Regions from separate parts of the Mus musculus genome. Here region 1 is linked to region 2. A link is a contact called in public Hi-C data. All regions are on one chromosome and are shown on one strand. The core of a region is the stretch at or near the end of the contact, and the rest is flanking DNA. Distances in the headings are between cores, read along the strand shown.

Region 1 (4,301 bases), core at 351-2,850, 160 kb after region 2:
AGGAGCCTAACTTGAAAAAACTGAATCGAATTTTCAGACAATGGCTAGACAGTTTATAGTTTGAATGTAGCCAGACTGTCTAGTAGGACAAAAACTAGACAGAAGTATGAAGTAGCCAGTACTTTATGAGTCTCATCACAGTATGTAATCAGGAATTATAACATATTCAGACAAAGAAACTGCACGTCTTTTGACCCAGATTCACTTATAGGAGCTAGCCCAAGTAAGTGCCAGATGTTGAAACTAGAAGAAAACTATCTGAAAGCAGGTGTTCAATACATACATAGGATGAAAAATTATAAGAAATTAAATATTCTTTTAATTCATTATGTATGTGAGTATACTGTCACTTTCTTCAGACACACCAGAAGAAGGCATCGGATCCCATTACAGATGGTTGTGAGCCACCATGTGGTTGCTGGGAATTGAACTCTGGACCTCTGGAAGAGCAGTCAGTGATTTTAACCACTGAGTGATCTCTCCAGTCATGAGAAATTAAATTTTTTAAAGAGGGTCTAATAGAAGAGGAGAAACAGCCTAAGAAGTCAGTGGGTCTGAGGAGAGAAAGACAGACAGAAACACAATCTGAAGAACATGGAAGACAGTAAAGTTGAAAACAAAGCTTCAGGGACCTTCGAGACAGTCAGATAGATTAAAACAGGTACTCTTAGAGTCTAAGAGGGATAGACGTAGATTTTTCTTTTTAGTAAAAAATAATTACCAATTTCTCCAAAACATAAATATCTAAGAAATTCAGAAAACCTAAATTAAAAATAAACATGAAAGGGAAAAAGCTGGCACACTTTGGATATTTAAGTATTGTTTTCAGAGCTTCATATTCACCATCTCACTTAGCAACACATTAAAGTTCATCATGGTAAATAGGGTTCTTCCTAAGAAGGCAAGTGTGCTAGGCCCAAAACCAGTTTGAATGATTTACTGTATGAAGAGAACAAAGGAAAAAATCCACAGGCTAATTTCAGTAGATGGACTAAGAATAAAAACCCACCTAATGAATAAAAACGAGTTTCATCTGCCCGATCCGGAGACCCATCAGTGTCCTATGGAGAGAAAAGCAGCACTCAGTAAGACTGGCACCAAGCTCAATGGATGCACTCGCCTAGCCTACTCTATTCTGCTGGTAGTCCGAAGTGGATCGTGAAGACAGGAAATGGGAAGAAGAATCATACTCAGAGGAAAGAAGCCACTGAGTTCTATTTGTAGATGTTGAGATTTGATTAAGAAGCGTTCTCTAAAAGGTTCGTGCACTAAGGGTTTGGTCTTGACACGATGAGACGTGGTAGTCTGTGAAAGTCCACACTTCACCTTTATGGGTTAATCCATTGATGGCCTCACAATTTAATGGCATTAGTAAGAGGTGGTGGGAACTTTCAGAGGCAGGCACAGCTGGAGGAAGTCTGTCCCCAGTGGGGACATGCTCGTGGTTTGCTCTGAGTCCCCTCCTTACTGCCTTGCCCCCTGCCTCTCATCTGCTGGACACACTCCTCCTCATGACATTCTGCCTCACCACACAGACTTACGAACCAGACATGTGTGACCACAGATTGAGGCCTCCCAACCTGTGAGCCAGAATAAGCCTTTCTCCTCTGTAAGTTGTTCCCTTGGGTATTTATTTACTACAGGGTACAAAGGTCTGAACCAGTGAGATAAGAATGAAAACTGGCAGGGAAGATGGCTCATGCATTTAATCTCAGCACTCAGGAGGCAAAGATCGGAGAATCTCAGGGAGTTCTAGGCCAGCCAGGGCTACGCAGTGAGACCCTGTCTCAGAAACAAACAAAACAGGAGAAAGGCAAACAAACCAAAAAGGAAATAGGAATGGGTGTTTGATCTTATCAACTTGAATCAACCAAGACCGTGATTCTCAACCTGTGGATCACAAACCCCTTAAGGGTCAAACCACCCTTTCACAGAGTTTGCCTAAGATCATCAGAAAACCACAGATATTATTACAATTTACAACTATCAAAATTACAGTTACGAAGTAAGCAACAAAACAATTTTATGGTTGGGGGTCGCCACAGCCTGAGGAACCGGATGAAAAGATTGCAGCATTAGGAAGGTTGAGGACCACTGAACTAAGAAATGCACTGTGTGCGATGTCTACGAGGATGTTTCCAGGAAGCACTAACTGAGAGGAGAAGCCTCACCCCCCCTAACAGGCAGCTCCTTTAAGCAGATGTCCCAGATACAAAGTGGCCTGAAGAGAAAGCGGTCTTGTCTGCCTGTCTTTGCATCTTGCTAGTGACTGCCTTCCTTTTTCTCCTGCTGCTGCTGCTGCAGTCCTCCACTGACATCAGACTCCAGCTACTTTACCTTCAGATGTAACCTGAATACCAGAAACACTCCAGGATTGTTCTAGGCCTTCAGTGCCAGATGAAGACTGGAGCATCTAGCATCACAGCCTGAGCAGCTATTAGCATCTCAGACGCTATCATATAGACATCGGTGTTGGATGATGGCTCCTACAATGCAAGTCAACCTAGTGAATCCTCTCTTATATAACATATAGCATATGACATATTATATAGGATATATGATATGTGATATAGATATACATTCTCTCAGCTTTAATCCTCTAGATAGCTTTGCCTAATATTCTAAATGTAACACTATTCTTTTTTTTTTTTTTTTGGTTTTGGTTTTTGAGACAAGGTTTCTCTGTGTAGTCCTGGCTGTCCTGGAACTCACTCTGTAGACCAGGCTGGCCTCGAACTCAGAAATCCGCCTGCCTCTGCCTCCCAAGTGCTGGGATTAAAGGCATGTGCCACCATGCCTGGCATGTAACACTATTTTTTTTTTAATAGAAAACATTAAGGAATCTATGTTGCGTGTATTTTCTACTACCCTGCTTTAAGCTCTGGGTAGACCATGCTACCAGCCACTGCCCTGGTTCCCATGGATCTGTGGATGAAAGACACACACACATTAGCTTATCTTTAATATCCTTTTTAACTCAATGGCCACCTGTGGCTAATGTGCCCTTACCTTTACTCCCTGCTCAACATCTCTAAATCTTCCCTTAACTTAGTTGCCTGGTTACCTTCTCCTTACTCAGCACCCTAAATCTGCCCTCAGCTTAGTTGCATTTCTAATCTCCCACCTGCTACCCCAGGCACAGTAGGTCACTCCACTCAAGATCTCACATGACTGGAAGCTCTCCCTCTGAAGCATGGTAAATTTTCTTTCCTCCTCCTGTGTCTCCTAGTCTGTCTTTGGGAATCTGGAAGTCCTGCCTCTTCTGCTCACCCGTTGGCCACTAACATCTTAATTGATCAATCAAGAACCAATTGGGGAACAGGACCTTCAGCATTCACAATCAGATTCCCAATCAAAGCATTAGAACCAACCTACAAACAAATCAGTAGAATTATTCTCGTCTGCTGCAACGAAAGCCAAGACCAAAAGCAAGCTCAGGAGAAAAGAGTTTATTTGGCTTACATATCCCAGATCACATCTTGACGGGAAATCAGGGCAGGAGCTCAAGGCAGGAACCTGGAAGCAGGAACTCACAGAGGCCATTGAACAATGCTGTTTACTGGATTGTTCATGGATGGCTAAGCCTGCTTTCTTATCCCACCCAGCACCACCTGCCCAGGGGTGGCACCACCTATAGTGGGCTGGGACCTCCCATATCAATTAGTAATCAAGAAAATGTCCCCAAAGGCTTGTCCACAGTCCAATCTGATGAAGGCACTTTTTCAATTGTGATTCCTTCTTCCCATATGACCCTAGCTTGTGTTGGGGAAAACAAACAAACAAACAAACAAACAAAACCCTAAACTAACAGCATAAGAACTAATTTGTGAATTTAGCAAGATTTCAGAACTTAAAGGTGGTAGAATCTCAAATCAAATAATGCTGGCTAGACATGGTGCTGAATGACTGTAATCTCAGTACTTGGGAGATAGAGACAGGAAGATGAGACACTCAAGATCATCTTTGCCTATAGAGCAAGTTCAATGCCAGCCTGATCTACCTGAGTCCTGGATTTTAATTAGTTAACTAATTAATTGTAAATAAATGTACAGTGATATATTATTAATAAATTAATAATATTATTACAATTTTAAAGAAGCTTGATTATAGATCCAACTTCTTATAAGGCAGGAAGATAATTTGAAGACAAGAGATCATGGTGAGACCCAGAATCAAAAATAAAATACTTAGGAACAAATTTGACAGTAAACGTGCGAGACTTCTGGGTTTACAGTCCTTTCGGTCCTAACTCTGGTCTTTGACTGTCTGACAAAATACAAACCTTAGGGAACAAATCCCTT
Region 2 (4,478 bases), core at 68-2,567:
CACAAGAAGGTGTCTCTGGTGAAGAACATTATAAAGGTTATAAATCTTTATCTTAATAGGGCCCTGAGAGTTTTCCCCTATGCTTAGGTGAAGGAAGGCAAAGAACAAGGTTCCCTCGTTCCGTAAGTGCTTTGTGCAACTATGTCCACTTCAGTTCCGAAATCTGTTTTTGGAGGAGGCTTTTGGACCAAGTTAAAAGTCTCCTATTGGAGCTCTCTATTCGTACGTAGCTGAAACGGTTGGCGGCTGCTCTCCCGATATCCTGGGGATATTCCAGAGAGCTAACGCAGCAACTCGAGTTCCCATGAACTCTGAACTTCGGGTCAGTCCCGCAGAAGCGCACCTCAGTGCCTTCAGAGAGTCTCCTGCGTTCAGAAGCCGTCATCTGGGTGAGATGCTGGGGCTGGAGAAGGAACCAGAATTCCTGGGGGACTGGAAAGGGATGGCCGAGGAGGTGGGGGATCTCTTGGGGCTGCACAGGTCTCCGTTGTGCAGTTTCCACAGAAGTTCCTCGTTCTCCATGGACAGTCTCTTGTTGACCTTCGACTCCTTCTCAAGGGACTCCTGCAGCGCGGCCTGCTCGGTGGAAAGTTGCCTGGAAAACAAAACCCAGAGAGCATATGAATCCAAGTCAAAAAGGAACTACTACTGTTTATATCTGAAGGTTCAAGAAACTTCTTCTGGGGGAATACACAGGTTCTTGTCCAGGGTCATCAATTTTTTTTTTCTGATTTTTCTCTCATATAGCTCATCCTCACCACGATTTCCCCTCCCTCCTCTCCTCCCACTTCTCTTCAGAAAAGGACAGGCCTCCCAGGACTATCAACCAAACATAGGGTTCCTGGTTGGGGTTTTTTGGTTTGGTTGTTTGTTTGTTTGTTTGTTTGTGACAGGGTTTCTCTGTGTAGCTCTGGCTGTCCTGGAACTCACTCTGATGACCAGGCTGGCCTTTAACTTAACCTGTTTGAAGCAGTCCAGAGTGCTGGGACAAAAGGCATGTGTCACCACTGGCATATGGGTCATAGATTTTTTTTTAAGCTGAGAAACCCAACTACTACAAATAAGGAAGCATATAGATGAGTGTTAGAGGACTTGCCTAATGTGTGTGAGGCCCCCTGGCTCAAGGTCTGTGGACCACAAAAAGGAAAGCAAAACTCCCGAATACCAGAGCCTCAAGCCTGACCCAAATAAATAATCCTGAGTAATTGCTGGCAACTCTAGTCTTTGGGAGATTTCCCAGTAGGCAATGGGGCACTTGCACAAGGCTTGTTTTATTTCTGTCTTAACTCAAGGCCTCTTTCTGTTCACGTGTGTTGTTACCCCTTGTCTGACAGCGCCATTACAGTTAGTGAGCTGCAGTTAGGTGAGAGGTCTAGGGCACCTTGGTAAATGCATGAACCATTCTCCTGCTTCTCTCACATGCCTGGGAGGTGCCTGGTGGAGCGTAGCCAGAAGGGACCGTAGATGTCCGAGGATGAGGAAAGGGGAAATAGACTCTTGTAGGTTTACCTTGAAATTGCCATGTGTTTGTCCATGCGAGCTTTTAACTCCTCGTTTTCCTGCTGGAATCGCTTCAGCTTGTCAACCAATGCTGTGTTATTGTCCACCTTAGTATAAAACAAGGTTTGTAGTTATATATATATATATAAGAAATGAATAAATAAACTCTCTCACTTCTTAAGCATATTCCCAATACACGGCACCATCAACAAGTTGATCAGGAGGAGCCATAGTGGCACACTGATGTCTTCATACACCGACCACGGTGAGGACATGTGTTCATCAAACACAGAAATAAGAGAGCTAGGCAGTAATGTTTTTATTCTAGGTGACACTTTCAGAGATGTCCTGCTGGGAGCTGGTGTCCTGCCTAGGTGACCATGGGTGCTGGGTCTCTTCCTCAAGGCAGTAAAGGAAACACTGCAGTTTAACTGTCTCCGTTCACACAACCCCTGTATCTACAGCACTCGTGTACACATACGCAAAGAAGGAAGCGGGGAGAGGAGGAGGAGGAAGGGGGAGAGTTAGGGACAGAGGGAGGGTGAGAGGGAGGAAGGAAAAAAGAAACTAGACAGAGGAAGGAAGGAGAAGAGGAAGGGAGGGAGCCTATAGGTCTTGGCCATACTGAGGAAAGCCTTAAACTTATTCCAGGATGGTTTTGGCATTTACCTCCAGGTGGCCCTATGGAGATACAATGTAGCAAGGTTAGGTAAAGAAGTAACTGAAGAAAGCAGGCTTCCCTGCTCAGTTCAGGCCAAGGGACACTTGTGCTCTTTCCAGCCTTACACAAACTGATCAGTTGAGTGGTTATAGGCATTTAAAGTCACTGAACATGGTGACCCACTGATCCCATCCTGGCTCCCTTCCGTAAGGAATGGTTTATTGCTTCTTTAAGAGGCAACATCAAAGCTCAGAGTGAACTTAACATGAGGTCAAAAATGAACCCCCAAGTCCCTGTCATGGCAGCTGGCTATGGCGCATCTGTTTGGATTACAGCACCCAGGTGAAATTCTTGTTTTTAAGACATCCTTGAGTCCAGAAAATCCTCATGACATGCCATTCAGATGAAATAACTTTCTAAAAAAAAAAAAAAATCTACAGGATGAAAAAAAAGAGGGGTGGGGGAGTTGGGCAGGGGAGAAACACCTTGAAATGCTTTTCAAGGTAAGACACAACCTGGGAAAACTTGGAATAAAAAAACAAAAACATGACAATTGGCCTCAAACCATTATTCTATCAAAGCTTTGCTCTACTGAGGTCAAAACTCCATCTTTGATGTCACAGAGCTTCCCACTGGCAGAGCTAGCTCTCAAAGCAAACCTGTCTTCCTTGGATAGTTTCCTCATGCTAAGTGTGATGGTTAATCTGCCAACTTGACACCACCTTAGAATTACCCGAGAAGAAAACCAATGAAAGACTCTATATATCAGGCTGGCTGTGGGCATGCCTCCGGGGGATCCCCTTGTCTAAATGTGAACAGCACCACCTAGTAGTGACTCAGCCGTGAGGAGGCAGACGAAAGGCACTTTTGACTCTGCGCTTTGCTTGCTTGGCCCTTATTCTCACTGGGGAGGCTACGTGCCCTGTTGCCACTGCAGACGATTCTGTCTCTGATATTAGAATCAGCTTCTTCAGGGCTTCCAGAGTGGACTGGTGATCAAAAGGCTCTTCAGAAGTCCCACTGGCCTTTGGTACCAGATCGGAACTGCAGAGGCGCCCAATCTTGTGGGCAGCCACGGCTGGACTAGTTAGTCTAAGCTCATCATGGAAGCCAGTCTAGCAAATCTTCCTTTAATAGATCAGTGTATCAGCTCTGTTCCTTTAGAGAACCCTAATACACTAAGTGTTCTATCTTCTCTAAAGACCTGGTGCTGCCAAGTATACAACACAGCAGTGGCAACAAGTGTACCCATCGTCTTAGCAACCTACATTCCTGTAAAAACAACAGGGCGATGCCAACTGGCACTGTTCAGTCGGGGCACAGAACAGAACTATCATGACTCAATAGAAATTAAAATGTGTTTGTACTTTTACAGCAGGGCCTTGTATCACTTGAGATTGTCTGATAAGTTTAGGTACCTGAACGGGAGATGGAGCAACACATTGTTAACAGGGTTTCCTGAGTCATCATTGCCAGCCTGCTGAGCAGGTGGCGCAGGCTGACCTTTGCCAAGAAGTGCTGTGTGTACTAGGTTGGGCCTATTAACAACTAGGAGTTTCAGGCATTCGTTTAAAAAAAAAATCCACTTCCTGTACTCCTGGCACCTCCAAGATGGGTAGATTGAGGAGTCCCAGCTGTATGTATCTACTATCATTGTGACACCCACTTGACAGATGGGATGTATTCTCTCAAACTGGAACTGGGCTGGACTTAAAATGCCAGTTGGGAGAAATTCCTTAGTAGCTTAGGAGACGATATGCATCTTGGTGGGCAAGAAAGCAATCATGAACCAACCCAGCGGAATCATGATGACCAAAAGCCATGAGGATGAACTCAGGCTGGTTCTATTCCTAGAAACATGTCTGGCCTACACTCATGTCACTGTCATCTGGGGGTCTTTACTGTGACTGCACTCAAATCAACTCCAGCGAGCCCTCGCCTTCATGTGTTTGTCAACAGACTAGACTAGACTGCAGTGTATGCACGATTATCATCTCAGTTCCACACACGAGAGAAAATGATATTTGTCTTTCTGGGCCGGGCTTTCTTCACTTAATAGGATAATCTCTGCCTCCAATTACTGCTGCAAATGACATAATTTCATTCTTCATTATGGCAGATCCAAACTCCGCAGCGTATAAAAAAAAGGAGTCCTCTTCCCCCACTTCCACATTTCCTGATGAAGTGAAGTAATGCCTGTGTGTTCCCTTAAGCACTGCCTCCCTCAAAAAGCAGTTAATTATCTCTAGGAATCAAAACACCAAACTAAGCCAAATCCCCCAAACCAGAAAAGCCGAACAGATAAAGAGTAACCTCT

What was found. Hi-C and Micro-C count contacts between places; a contact is called where the count stands out from the background.
Region 1: a contact with region 2 is called in a Hi-C map of liver, with 2.5 times the contacts expected there. The contact joins two enhancer-like sites. A contact is called at or near these places in 2 of 484 Hi-C or Micro-C datasets (embryonic stem cells and liver) and 3 of 9 other capture datasets (adipose tissue, liver and pancreatic islet).

The regions. Positions count from the first base shown.
Region 1 is chr8:41,149,046-41,153,346 of GRCm38.p6, forward strand. No RefSeq gene overlaps it. Among named protein-coding and RNA genes, the nearest start is that of Gm39167, 2.9 kb to the right of the region's middle. Within about 2 kb of position 1,601, at least 18 of the 459 cell types and tissues checked have an H3K27ac peak or open chromatin away from gene starts, as enhancers often do. A contact at or near this core is called in liver, where this site is marked.
Region 2 is chr8:40,993,039-40,997,516 of GRCm38.p6, forward strand. Mtus1 (mitochondrial tumor suppressor 1) reads right to left here. Exons shown (of 14, transcript NM_001005863.2): 13 at 1,510-1,607; 14 at 1-595. The coding sequence ends at 382. Among named protein-coding and RNA genes, the nearest start is that of B430010I23Rik, 22 kb to the right of the region's middle. Within about 2 kb of position 1,318, at least 30 of the 459 cell types and tissues checked have an H3K27ac peak or open chromatin away from gene starts, as enhancers often do. A contact at or near this core is called in liver, where this site is marked.